Linked DNA regions of Oncorhynchus mykiss: region 2 is linked to region 1. Evidence: chromatin contacts called from public Hi-C data. All regions are on one chromosome and are shown on one strand. The core of a region is the stretch at or near the end of the contact, and the rest is flanking DNA. Distances in the headings are between cores, read along the strand shown.

Evidence for each region. A called contact is a pair of places that touch in the nucleus more often than the background predicts.
Region 2: a Hi-C map of liver shows a contact between it and region 1, with 5 times the contacts expected there. The contact joins two enhancer-like sites. A contact is called at or near these places in 2 of 3 Hi-C or Micro-C datasets (blood and liver).

Annotation. Positions count from the first base shown.
Region 1 is chr18:40,155,055-40,162,697 of USDA_OmykA_1.1, forward strand. No RefSeq gene overlaps it. Among protein-coding and RNA genes, the nearest start is that of LOC110496224, 5.3 kb to the right of the region's middle. Within about 2 kb of position 4,222, at least 3 of the 11 cell types and tissues checked have an H3K27ac peak or open chromatin away from gene starts, as enhancers often do. A contact at or near this core is called in liver, where this site is marked.
Region 2 is chr18:40,273,836-40,281,478 of USDA_OmykA_1.1, forward strand. No RefSeq gene overlaps it. Among protein-coding and RNA genes, the nearest start is that of LOC110496233, 19 kb to the right of the region's middle. Within about 2 kb of position 3,481, at least 7 of the 11 cell types and tissues checked have an H3K27ac peak or open chromatin away from gene starts, as enhancers often do. A contact at or near this core is called in liver, where this site is marked.

The sequences.
Region 1 (7,643 bases), core at 2,972-5,471:
CACCATAATACCAAAATCAATGTTTTATGTACTACTTCCCTCAATATGAAGCACATACCACCACCCACTGCCAATTACAACACATACAAACTCATGTGCATCATACAGGAATACTCAAACATAGAGACAGCCAAGGACACATTGAAATGTACACACATGCAGTCATAGCCCCAAGGCTGGGAAATGCCGGAGACCTCGTGATACGATATTATCACGATACTTGGGTGCCGATACGATATGCATCGGGATTCTCAAGATTGTTTATGTATTATGATTCGATACTGTGATTTTTTAGCAATTCGATGTTCCAAACATACTGCTCATCATGTCTGCTGCAGAGGGACAAGAGAGAGACATGATAATATCAGTTTTGATCAGTAAAAGTGCTGAAGACAAATTGGCTCCCTATTTAAAAAGAGAGTGAATGAAAAGCTATGAAGGAAAAATACTGGCGTTTTAGTGCAGGTACAACAAACAAAATGATCCGACATATTGTAAAAAATATACTAATATCCCAATATGTAACTGTATCATTTTCCCCCCCCATAACTAATAACTAATAAACACACAAAAACACACACACGCGCATCCTCTCTCTCTCTCTCTCTTTCTTATACGTCAGAAGAAGATGGCCTACACACTGAAGCATCATCCAGTTCTAGTATCACACACACACACACACACACACACACACACACACGCACACACGCACACACGCACACACGCACACACGCACACACACACACTCTTTATGTCTCTTTCTGTTTCTTTCTTTCAAGCCAACAGTGACTACCTGCCTTTATTCTGCTTCTGACGTCATCACTGAAACAGAAAGAAAATGCTTCATCTTGTCGTTGTTCATCATTTATCATCTGACTTTTTATACTGTAGTTCTGAAGAGACTTAATTCACAAGTGTTTGCTACTGGGAATGGATAGATATTACACACTAGACAACATACCCCTTCATTCTCTGGTACATACTGTAGGCTATACTGTAGTCCTCTCTGCTCTCCTCTCATCTAGTTACTTGACCCCTCAGGCCAGTCACCGACAGGGCTGTTAAGGCACAGTTACTGTCATCACTAATCATACATGTATGAAAAAGAAAGCACATATCTACAACCCTCATTATAGTTCACTCATGGGAACAAACACGGCAGACCAGCCAGTCCTGTCATAGACAGGATTTGAATGACCAGTTACCTAATGGAGAAAGACTAGTGAACTAGTGTAGGCTATTAGTGAGGCCTATATACAGTATATCACAAAAGTAAATATAATCACATTTTTGTAAATATTTGAGTATATCTTTTCATGTGACAACACTGTTGAAATGACACTTTGCTACAATGTAAAGTAGTGAGTGTACAGCTTGTATAACAGTGTAAATTTGCTGTCCCCTCAAAATAACTCAACACACATCCATTAATATCTAAACCGCTGGCAACAAAAGTGAGTACACCCCTAAGTGAAAATGTCCAAATTGTGCCCAAAGTGTCAATATTTTGTGTGGCCACCATCATTTTCTAGCACTGCCTTAACTCTCTTGGGCATGGAGTTCACCAGAGCTTCACAGGTTGCCACTGGAGTCCTCTTCCACTCCTCCATGACGACATCACGGAGCTGGTGGATGTTAGAGACCTTGCACTCCTCCACCTTCCGTCTGAGGATGCCCCACAGATGCTCAATAAGGTTTAGGTCTGGAGACATGCTTTGCCAGTCCATCACTGCTACTTAATATAATGTTTACCTACCCTACATTATTCATCTCATATGTATACGTATATACTGTACTCTATATCATCTACTGCATCTTTATGTAATACATGTATCACTGGCCACTTTAAACTATGCCACTTTGTTTACATACCCTACATTACTCATCTCACATGTATATACTGTACTCGATACCATCTACTGCATCTTGCCTATGCCGTTCTGTACCATCACTCATTCATATATCTTTATGTACATATTCTTTATCCCTTTACACTTGTGTGTATAAGGTTGCAGTTTTGGAATTGTTAATTAGATTACTCGTTGGTTATTACTGCATTGTCGGAACTAGAAGCACAAGCATTTCGCTACACTCGCATTAACATCTGCTAACCATGTGTATGTGACAAATAAATTTGATTTGATTTGATTTGACCTTTACCCTCAGCTTCTTTAGCAAGGCAGTGGTCGTCTTGGAGGTGTGTTTGGGGTCGTTATCATGTTGGAATACTGGCCCCTGCGGCCCAGTCTCCAAAGGGAGGGGATCATGCTCTGCTTCAGTATGCCACAGTACATGTTGGCATTCACGGTTCCCTCAATGAACTGTAGCTCCCCAGTGCCGGCAGCACTCATGCAGCCCCAGACCATGACACTCCCACCACCATGCTTGACTGTAGGCAAGACACACTTGTCTTTGTACTCCTCACCTGGTTGCTGCCACACACGCTTGACACCACCTGAACCAAATTGGTTTATCTTCCTTCTGGGATGACAGCCATGCCAATTTGACAGCCAATTTGATGCAGTGTACGGTGTATGGTCTGAGCACTGACAGGCTGACCCCCCACCCCTTCAACCTCTGCAGCAATTCTGGCAGCACTCATACGTCTATTTCCCAAAGACAACCTCTGGATATGACACTGAGCACGTGCACTCAACGTCTTTGGTCGACCATGGCGAGGCCTGTTCTGAGTGGAACCTGTCCAGTTAAACCGCTGTATGGTCTTGGCCACCGTGCTGCAGCTCAGTTTCAGGGTCTTGGCAATCTTCTTATAGCCCAGGCCATCTTTATGTAGAGCAACAATATTTTTTTTCAGATCCTCAGAGAGTTCTTTGCGATGATGTCCCATGTTGAACTTCCAGTGACCAGTCAGTATGAGGGAGTGTGAGAGTGATGACACCAAATTTAACACACCTGCTCCCCATTCACACCTGAGACCTTGTAACACTAACGAGTCACATGACACCGGGGAGGGAAAATGGCCAATTGGGCCCAATTTGGACATTTTCACTTAGGGGTGTACTCACTTTTGTTGCCAGTGGTTTAGACATTAATGGCTGTGTGTTGAGTTATTTTGAGGGGACAGCAAATGTACACTGTTATACAAGCTGTACACTCACTACTTTACATTGAAGCAAAGTGTCATTTCTTCAATGTTGTTACATGAAAAGATATACTCAAATATTTACAAAAATGTGAGGGGTGTACTCACTTTTGTGATATACTGTATATCACACAATATATTTATTGTATATAACTATAAACAATATATAATGTTATTTATTCATCTGTATCACCATTAAAACATCTCACTAATCAATGACATTTACTTGCACTTTCTTTTTCAACTTATGTTTCTCCGTTCTGCCTGGTGCCTGATGACATTGTAATTCTTTCATCTCCTATTGGATCATAATTCTTCCACTGGTGTGTTTTCATATCACCTACATCATCATACCCAGCAGTCACTCATTATTCTATGACGTTTTCTTTTTTATGTGTGAAATAACATCCATAACACCACAGCAAGCATTTTAACCATAAGGACTTTATTGCTAAAACATGTTTTTTGTTATAATGAAGAGATCCTATTCAACTTCTAATGCCATTCAAATATCGCCTAATACGTTTTATATATCCATTCAACAGATAAAATCAGCTAACTTTTGAATAGAAAATATCTAATTTTTCAGTCCTCCCGAGTCGGAATGTCACAGAATATACTGACTGTTTGCAGAATGCAGAGAAACAAGGTAACGAGAAGGATTCCATGATCTGATTAACAAGCTATGGCTTCTGCTCTGATGATCTTACTTCCTGGTGCATGTGCCAAATTCCAGTTCTCTGTTGACAATAACAACTGGCTTTGCCAGAGGGAGTCGATAGAAGTTTACCCCAACCACTTTACCCCTTTTTTTTCACCACCCATTTTTTATGTTAGGTTTGGAAGTAGGGTAATCTGATCCAAGATTTCTGATGAGAGGCAACTCCTACATTGAGCATGACCGAGACGGAGTAGGGGGAAGTTGCCCTAAGATGCTGATCTTGGGTCAGTTTTGCATTTGGGGGAGGGGAAGCGGATCCTAGATCTGTTCCTAGAGGAATCTTTGCCCTGGAGGGACAAAAACACCCAAAAGTCAAGTGACTCATCAGGTGATTTCTTTGAAACAGTAGTGAGGAGAGTTACAGTCTACCTATAGATGGCACTGTGGCATTGTTTATCCTTCACTGTAGCCTGTAGTTTGATCCCTTTTATGAATCTTATCAGGGACTTTCCATTCACAGACTTATTAACTAACTGAACTTGATTTGGTTATCCCCTCCACATACATACCAGAACACACTGTGGTAGTGTTAAACAATTCCAGAACACATTTTAATTGGGGAGAGAAAATTTGAAAATATGATCAAAGATGACTTGGTTGGACCTGTAGTTACTGTAGTTATGATCAACGAGTTTTCAGCTAGTATACACTGGCTCTGTTTAAAAGAAAATCAGCAGCCCATTGTGAGACAAAATCACTTTTAAAATGAAAATAATGTAAGCTAACAAGCAAAGAATGTTTCAACGTAAAGCATCCCACTCAGCAGTTTGATTATGTTAAACCATGATGCTTCAGTGTGTCGGCCATCTCAGGATTGAGGATAGACAGACACAAGATGGCTGCATACTGACGTGCTTACGGGAAAGGGTGTGGGACTTACCTCAACACTGTTTGACTCCACTTTCCATTGTATATAAAAGGTACTTACCATTGCAATTCAATGCTGTATTATTTTATTGCTGTGTTTTTCAATGTGATGATATAAAACCATTTCCTATCAAATGGAACTAGATCCAACACAATGTACGTCCTTCAATGGGTCACATAAAGTATGCCAAATAAACCTCCATAGACCTTACCCTGAGATAGCTCTATTGTGTCATCCTTCCAAACCACACACAGCCCATTGAGAATACTTTACACAGGCTATAGGCATAGGTTTTTCCTCTTTAGCATCAAAGCATGTTATTGATTTGAGTCAAGACCATTGTACGAACTAGGCCTACAGCAGTAGGTTGCTGCCAGACCTCCCTGTATGTAGGCCTAATATGCTTGCAGTATCTAGACTGGCTCGTCTTAAAATGATTTATTGTCAGTTTGTTGTCAATTGTCAGAGACACTGAGATTTTATTTTTCCATTATCCAAATACACCTGACATAATGTTTGCTAAAGAAGGACATGTCACATTTCAGAGGTGGGGAATTACAGTTGAAGTTGGAAATTTACACACACCTTAGCCAAATACATTTAAACTCAGTTTTTCACAAATCCTGACATTTAATCCTAGTAAAAATACCTGTCTTAGGTCAGTTAGGATCACCACTTCATTTTAAGAATATGAAATGTCAGAATAATAGTAGAGAGAATGATTTATTTCAGCTTTTATTTCTTTCATCACATTCCCAGTGGGTCAGAAGTATTTGGTAGCATTGTCTTTAAATTGTTTAACTTGGATTAAACGTTTCAGGTAGCCTTCAACAAGCTTCCCACAATAAATTGGGTGAATTTTGGCCCATTTCTCCTGACTGAGCTGGTGTAACTGAGTCAGGTTTGTAGGCCTCCTTGCTAGCACACACTTTTTCAGTTCTGCCTACACAGTTTCTATAGGATTGAGGTCAGGGCTTTGTGATGGCCACTCCAATACCTTGACTTTGTTGTCCTTTAGCCATTTTGCCACAACTTTGAAAGTATGCTTGGGGTCATTGTCCATTTGGAAGACCCATTTGCAACTAAGCTTTAACTTCCTGACTGGTGTCTTGAGATGTTGCTTCAATATATCCACATAATTTTCCTCCCTCATGATGCCATCTATTTTGTGAAGTGCACCAGTCCCTTCGCAGCAAAGCACCACCACAACATGATGCTGCCACCCCGTGCTTCACGAGTGGGATGCTGTTCTTCGACTTGCAAGCCTCCCCCTTTTTCCTCCAAACATAACGATGGTCATTATGGCCAAACAGTTCCATTTGTGTTTCATCAGACCAGAGGACATTTCTCCAAAAAGTACGATCTTTGTCCCCATGTGCAGTTGCAAACCGTACTCTGGCTTTTTTATGGCAGTTTTGAAGCAGTGGCTTCTTCCTTGCTGAGCGGCCTTTCAGGTTATGTCAATATAGGACTTGTTTTACTGTGGATATAGATACATTTGTACCTGGTTCCTCCAGCATCTTCACAAGGTCCTTTGCTGTTGTTCTGGGATTGATTTGCACTTTTTGCACCAAAGTACATTCATCTCTAAGAGACAGAACATGTCTCCTTTCAGCGGTATGACGGCTGCGTGGTCCCATGGTGTTTATACTTGCGTACTATTGTTTGTACAGATGAACGTGGTACCCTCAGGCATTTGGAAATTGCTCCCAAGGATGAACCAGACTTGTGGAGGTCTACACATTTTCTTCTGAGGTCTTGGCTGATTTGTTTAGATTTTTCCATGATGTCAAGCAAAGAGGCACTGTGTTTGAAGGTCGGCCTTGAAATACATCCACAGGTACACTTCCAATTGACTCAAATTATGTCAATTAGCCTATCAGAAGCTTCTAAAGCAATGACATAATTTTCTGGAATTCTCCATGCTGTTTAAAGGCACAGTCAACTTAGTGTATGTAAACTTCTGACCAACTGGAATTGTGATACAGTGAATTATAAGTGAAACAATCTGTCTGTAAACAATTGTTGGAAAAATGACTTGTGTCATGCACAAAGTAGATGTCCTAACCGACTTGCCAAAACTATAGTTTGTCAACAAGAAATTTGTGGAGTGGTTGAAAAATGAGTTTTAATGACTCCAACCTAAGTGTATGTCTGACTTCAACTGTACATCTACAATAACCTGTCAACGATCAAGCTGTCTTTGCATTTATAAGTCTAGTCATAAATAATACAGGGTCATTCTAACAAAGGGCTAGGACTTCTTACTGAGTCGATTAGGTGTGTTAGCAGTGATGCTGGTTGGGACCATGTTCTGTTTTTACATGATCTCAGTGTAACAGAGAGATACAGCACTAACAGAACAGAGATGAAGAAGAGCCTCAAGCTCTAGTGCTTTGACTAACTGACCATGAAAAACTGATCTGCATCACTCTCTAGAGACTACATTTCAAGAGGCAAGGGAGGTCAAGTTAAAAGTTCAATAGCCTCAATAGCTGTCCCTCAACCATTCGAGACCCCTTCCACAGTCCCCCCACCCAGGAAGAAAAAATAACAATAAAAAATACAATTATTTCCATTCCCCACCCCAAAGAACCCCCCAATGCTGTAATCAAGTGGTTGTACTCTTGGATTGAGCAGACCTTTCCGTACAATTCTGATAACTCCATGACATAACTCTACCATTCCAATTTACAATATCATTTAAGAACAAAATACCCTTTTCAAACATCTTTCCCATAAATACAGGTATTTTATCAACCAGCACATTTGAGTTCAGCCATAATATTTGTTGTAATATTTGTTCTATTTTTTTCAAGGGGATGAAATGTAAATTGTAGCCAGCTCTGAAATGCTTGTTTGAAAAATAGAGATATTTTGAAAAAAGTATCATTTTCAATTAATCGAAAATGAGATATGGCATAAAACAATGGATGAGCTTTTCTTAGTAA
Region 2 (7,643 bases), core at 2,231-4,730, 120 kb after region 1:
TCCAGTGTCATCAGAAACAAACAACAAACACACAATAATAATAATAATAAATAACAATACATTTTATTTAAACGCTTTTCAAGACACCCAAAGTCACTCAACACCCAAAGTTTCAGCCAACTTTCTTGCTCCAGTCAAATCACGTCAAACTGAATTACAATCTTTCAATTCACACAGAAGCTTCAGTGTCTTAGTGCTTGGATTAGTGATCCTATTGTTTTATTTTTGGTTTAGTTGGAGACATGAATCCTACATATCATTTGTTAACTTGTCAACAAGTTAATAGGCTATTTACTATATTGGAAAAGTGATATTGAATTGTGTTTGGTTGTCAATGCAACCAAATATCAACATTTGAAGGAGATGTATATTTTGTGTCACTCACTAATTCTGGCTTTAATTAAATGTTTATGTTGGATTCACGTCTCAACCAAGAATCAAAGTTAAAGAATTGGACTAAATCAAGTCACAATTATTGCATTTAAAATTTGATTTGATTTAGTCCTCTTTTTTTACTTAGATTTTTGGTTGAGATGGAGACGTTAATCCAACATGTTAATGCTTAACTTGAAGTTCAAATTTGAAATCCATCACTTTAATAATGCCACTTGAAGAATGGTTTACATATCTCATCTCATTCGGAAAGTATTCAGACCCCTTGACTTTTTCCTCAGTTTGTTAAGTTACAGCCTTCTTCTAAAATGTATTAAATTATTTTTTCTCATTAATCCACACACAACACCATATAATGACAAAGCGAAAACAGGTTTTTAGAAAATTTTGCGAACAAAAATACCTTATTTACATAAATATTCAGACCCTTTGCTATGAGACTCGAAATTGATCTCAGGTGCATCCTGGTTCCATTGATCATCTTTGAGATGTTTCTACAACAGATTGGAGTCCACCTGTGGTAAATTCAATTGATTGGACATGATTTAGAAAGGCACACTCCTGTCTATTTAAGGTCCCACAGTTGAGAGTGCATGTCAGAGCAAAAACCAAGCCATGAGGTCAAAGGAATTGTCTGTAGAGCTCCGAGACAGGATTATGTCAACGCACAGATTTGGGGAATGGTACTAAAGAATGTCTGCAGCATTAACAGTCCCCAAGACCACAGTTGCCTCCATCATTCTTAATTGGAATCGGGGGAGAAGGGCATTGGTCAGGGAGATGACCAAGAACCCGACAGAGCTCCAGAGTTCCTCTGTGTAGATGGGAGAACCTTCCAGAAGAACAACCATCTCAGCAGCACTCCACCAATCAGGCCTTTATGGTAGAGTAGTCAGACCGAAGCCACTCCTCAGTAAAAGGTACATGACAGCCCACTTGGAGTTTGCCAAAGGGCACCTAAAGACTCTCAGACCATGAGAAACAAGATTCTTTGGTCTGATGAAACCAAGATTGAACTCTTTGGCCTGAATGCCAAGCATCATGTCTGGAGGAAACTTGGCAATGTCCCTACGGTGAAGCATGGTGGTGGCAGCATCATGCTGTGGGGACGTTTTTCAGCGGCAGGGACTGGGAGACTAGTCGGATCGAGGGAACAATGAAACGGAGCAAAGTACAGACTGGAGCGTAGGTTCACCTTCCAACAGGACAATGACCCTAAGCACACAGCCAAGACTATGCAGGAGTGGCTTTGGGACAAGTCTCTGAATGTCATTGTGGCCTAGCCAGAGCCCGGACTTGAACCCGATCGAACATCTCTGGAGAGACATAAAAATAGCTGTGCAACGACGCTCCCCATCCAACCTGACAGAGCTTGAGAGGACTTACAGAGAAGAATGGGAGAAACTCCCCAAATACAGGTGTGCCAAGCTTGTAGCGTCATACCCAATAAGACTCAAGGCTGTAATCACTGCCAAAGGTTCTTCAACAAAGTACTAAGTAAAGGGTCTGAATACTTATGTAACATATCCTTCGGAGTGACTTTGATAGCAACAGTCAATATATTTATACTGGACACAACTATAAATGTAACATGCAACAATTTCAACTATTTTACTGAGTTACAGTTCATATAAGGAAATCTGTCAATTTAAATAAATACATTTGCCCCTAATCTATGGTTTTCTCATGACTGGGCCAGGGCGCAGCCATCACTGTGCCTGGGAGTGCATAGGCCCACCCACTGGGGAGCCAGTCCCAGCCAATAAAATTAGTTTTTCCCCACAAAAGGGCTTAATTACTGACAGAAATACTCCTGAGTTTCATCAGCTGTCCGGGTGGCTGGTCTCAGACAATCCCATAGGTGAAGAAGCCGAATGTGGAGGTCCTGGGCTAATGTGGTTACACATGGTTTACGGTTGTGAGGCCGGTTGGACATACTACCAAATTCTCTAAAACGACGTTGAAGGCGGTTTATGGTAGATAAATTAACATTCAATGATCTGGCCACAGCTCTGGTGGACATTTCTGCAGTCAGCATGTCAATTGCACACTCCCTCAATCTGTGGCATTGTGTTGTGTGACAAAACGGCACATTTTAGAGTGGCCTTTAATTGCCCCCAGCACAAGGTGCACCGGTGCAATGATCATCACGTAGGGAAAAAGTCCCTTCTGCCTTTGCTTTCACTTTAATAGACTTCACCAAGCAAAACAAGCCAAGCCCTGGGTCTTGTGACTTCTATTGAAGCTGTTATACACAATATCGCTGTTCAACAAGGACACCTTATCTGATTATAATAAACAAAAGGCTGCATTAGATTTCATTACACAGACTTGGTTTGGTGTTAGATATTTGAGAATAGTCTGAGCAAATGAAGCACAACTTCCTAGCCTCATTATCAGCCTCACCTTAGGTAACCCATGTTGATGGTGAGTCACCACGGTGACCTGACACAGTCGAGGATATCAAACACGCTGATGGTGATCAACAAACAGCAGAAGTCAACTGCAGTGTGAAACTAGAGAAACCAGTTGGCAGACACAGAGGAAGTGTTGCACACCAAACCAATCTAAAATAGGCAGATGATCTAAGATCTCTTCTTGTTTGGCCAGAGTTCATGTAAGAATAACACTTATGGTTGCCCTGTGTTAAACTAGACTGGACCATTACTGAATTTGTTGTACCTGCATCAGCCTCATTTGCCAAAGTCCATTTCATTAAGTAGGATTACTGAAAAGGTTTTACAATTTATGATACCATGATATCACATGATATAGTGGACCTAGTGTGGTATACAGCTACAGCATTTTGATTGTCATGGTTTCTGACTAAGACACAGTGGTATTGTGCATTATTATGGATTTGACACCAGCCTTTTCCACCTCCTGAGATGACAGAATTTAGTATTACATGGTTGGGGGGTGTCAGGTAAACTCCCGTTGTCTTGTTGTGAATCCCCTAGAATACCCTGAGGACAGCACATTTTACTGGCCCTTATTAATTCATAATTTTATAAGATGATATGCAGTTTCCTGTCTGGTTAACAAACATTTTTTAATGTGTTCTACTGGAAAGCCCCTTTGAGTGTGTTGAATTAAGGATTACAGTAGTTAGGGAGTTGCGCCCCACAGAGGTACAATATCTCAGCACACTGCCCCCACCACGTGATTTCAAAGAATTGAAACTCGGATCTGGAATTAGGTCACTAATGTGGGAGACAAGAATAGGAGAGAACTGGCACAACAAAATTGAGGACATTCTCAAGGGGTAGTCAACTGCTGTTTTGGCTAATAAAAGACGTTGTTGGCTACATGCAAGAATTGTAGATGCCTTAGTTGACGGTCTCCTTACTTCCAGGTTCATCAGAACCTGATCCTTCCTTACTCCCATAGTAACTAATTATGTAACAGTGGTCCAATCATAGAACACCCCAAACTACTGCCAAGAGTTAAGAGGAACAAGTAGATGGTCTTTGCTGCTATCTAGTGGATGAGATTGGATTTAGGCAAACATTTAGGCAAACAACCATTATCCGTCTACTATTTTTGTGACACTAATTCCAAAACAATCATAGAAAACCTATTTTATGTCATAGGAAACACATGTTACTTTTTGAAATGGTTATAATATGCGTACTCTTAAAAAGATGAAGAGGTCAAGGGCTTTGTTGTCTGTGGGGAACCTACATGTTGTAAGGGGAAAGAGAGGCAGCAAAGATGTGGCTATTATTTTAGGTCACACACATCCAGTATGGTGTAATTGCAGACCGCAATTTGGGGGCGTTTCTTGATGTCGGCATTCCTTGATATCAGGAAACGCCAATTGGTGCTTGCCATTGGTTAGTTTCCACACTGTTTATTTCAAGAATACTTCAAGATTTACAATGTCAAAAAAGCACTATTTTTAAAGGAACGCTTCATATATGATAGGAATTGCATGATTTTTTAAATACTAAGTGTGAATGTCTGGATGGCACATGATGGAAAACTATTTATCAGAATGAGCATTTAGCATTTTTGAATAGCACTAACAAACTTCACATTTACTCTTGTCCAACACCTCAAAATCATATTGCATTACCTACAACAAACATATTAGACCGTAAAAATAGTAAATGACAGTTAACATTACTAATGTTGATTGAATAACCATTTAGAGTTGAAAACATAACAGTCGAACACTGACACAAGTAAACTAAACTTAGACTGTGTGTGTGTGTGTGTATGAATTTCTGGCAAAGTGAGAGACGTTAACTCTGGTGTCTTCAGCTAAGCTAGAGACTTCACAATCTTAAAACACATGCTCAATTCGTCTGGGCATGAACTCTACAAGGTGTCGAAAACATTCCACAGTGTCACAGCGAGGAGACCAAGGCGCAGCGTGATATGAATACATTCTTCTTTTAATACACGAAGAACACTAAACAAACCGACCCTGCCGCTATAAGACACACGTGCTGACAGGCAACTACACATAGACAATAACCCACAAAACCAAAATGGAAAATGGCAACCTAAATAGGATCCCCAATCAGAGACAACGATAAACAGCTGCCTCTGATTGGGAACCAATTCAGGCCACCATAGACCTACATTTACCTAGACAATACCAAAACCCCATAGATATATAAAAACCCTAGACAAGACAAAAACACACATACCACCCTCATCACACCCTGACCTAACCAAAATAATAAAGAAAACAAAGATAACTAAGGCCAGGGCTTGACACACAGGGATGCTGGCCCATGCTGACTCCAACGTTGTGTAACGTTGTCTGGATGTCCTTTGGGTGGAGGACCATTCTTGATACACCCGGGAAACTGGCTCCTACTACCATACCCCGTTCAAAGGCACTTACATATTTTGCCTTGCCCATTTACCCTTTCAATGGCACACATACACAATCCAGGTCTCAATTGTCTCAAGGCTTAAAAATCCTTCTTTAACCTGTCTCCTCCCCTTCATCTACACTGATTGAAATGTATTTAGCAAGTGACACCAATAAGGATCATAGCTTTCAGCTGATTAACCTGGTCAGTCTATGTCATGGATTAGAGGAGGAGAGAGAAATAGAACGTTACTCATTTTTTATTTAACCTTTATTTAACTAGAACAAATTCTTATCACATACAATGATAGCCTACCCCGGCCAAACCCTCCCCTAACACTTGGCTGGGCCAAGTGTGCACAGCCCTATGGAACTCCCTATCACGACTGGTTGTGATACAGCCTTGGATTGAACCAGGGTCTGTAGTGACTCCTACTAGCACTGAGATGCAGTACCTTAGACCGCTGTGCCACCCAGGAGCCCCAAATGACGTTGATGACGTTATGACTTGCAGCGAGTGCTACTATAGGATCTGGGTCAGAGAAACATAATACATACACACAGTCATAAACCTTAAAAACAGAGAGACGTACTTGGTTTAACCCAGACCCCCCAGACACTCCCCAAACCAAGGGGGACCAACCCTGATCCTGGAGAGCTATAGGGTGTGCAAGCTTGGCAGAGGTGTAAAGTAATTAAGTAAAAAATACTTTAAAGTATTTGGGGGGAATCTGTACTTTACTATTTATATTTCTGACAACTTTTACTTCACTACATTCCTAAAGAAAATAATGTACTTTTTACATTTTCCCAGAGACCCAAAAGGTACTTGTTACATTTTGAATGCTTAGCAGGACAGGAAAATGGTCCAATTCACACACTTCCCTGGTCATTGATACTGCCTCTGATCTGGCAGACTCAGTAAGCACAAATGCTTTGTTTGTAAGTTTTTATTTTTCCTTTATTTAACTAGGCAAGTCAGTTAAGAACAAGTTCTTCTTTTCAATGATGGCCTAGGAACAGTGGGTTAACTGCCTGTTCAGGGGCAGAATGACAGATTTGTCCCTTGTCAGCTTGAACTTGCAGCCTTCCGGTTGCTGGTCCAACGCTATAACCACTAGGCTACCCTGCCATCCCCGGCAGTTATGTTGAAGTGTGCCCCTGGCTATCCGTAAATAAATATAAAACTAAATTGTACCGTCTAGTTTGCTTAATATAAAGAATTTTAAATTATTTATGTGTGTGTGTGTGTGTGTGTGTGTGTGTGTGTGTGTGTGTGTGTGTACATGTGCGTGTGTGTGAGTGTGTGTGTACCTTGATCTCCTCCAAAGAAACCATGTTATTGGACAGCATGTATTCCTTCAGCATAGTGATGATGGGGTCACTCTTACTGTGCACTTCCTGGACCTCCTTAGGGGTACGCTGGTTCTTTGGCTGTCCCCATAGCATAACCTTTTTTTTGTTCCAGGTAGAACCATTTTGGGTTTCATGCAGAACCCTCTGTGTAAAGGATTCTACCTGGAACCAAATAGGGTTATTCAAAGGGTTATCCTATGGGGACAGCTTAAGAACTATTTTAGGTTCTAGATATACCTTTTTTTCTAAGAGTGTAGCTACAGGAAGTAAAAAAAAAGGGGGGTTTGACCTGATTAGCAGGGTTCAGCTCCAGCCCTTGGCTGATGAGAAAGAGAGACACATAGCCCTGGAAAGGAAGGGGTGCCTAGAGTATTGGGATGCATCCCAAAACAAAACCGCACTACACTGAGGGGTGTCCAGACAGACTAACATAGGGAGTGAGGGAGAGAGGCAACACAAAGAGGTGGGTAAGGCTAAAACAGAACAGATTAAGGGAGGAGAGAGGGAGAGGAGAGGAGAGGAGAGGGGAGGAGGTGTGGGGAGGAGTGAGGGGGTGGAGAGAGACCAGGGGTCAGGTGATGGTCACAGGTTCAGGGGTCAGAGGTCAGAGATCACGTCACACCTAACCCCGGGGTCGCTCATGCTGTGTCCATAGTAATGGTAGGTCTCCAGCTCCATAACAATTGGACCCTGCCAGAGAGGTTTCCTAACCAAGAGACTCAAGGTAGCCAATGTCATTACACTACTGAATAGCCTGATCAGGGATTTATATTGGAGCAGCAGTTCCTCAGCATCTTCCTATATTCATAATCTTGCAGCACACCAGGAGTACCAGGAGTGGTTAAACTGGGACCAGTCGCAGCTCTGTGCTGGAGTCTCTTCCACCGAGTGCCTCTATGCTGGTCACAATAGCCTCCCTGTCAGGGAAGAGACACTACTGTGATACTAGAAGCTGATCGTCGACCTTAGTTATCTTTGTTGTATTTATTATTTTGGTTAGGTCAGGGTGTGACGAGGGTGGTATGTGTGTTTTCTTGTCTAGGGTTCTTGTATATCTATGGTGTTT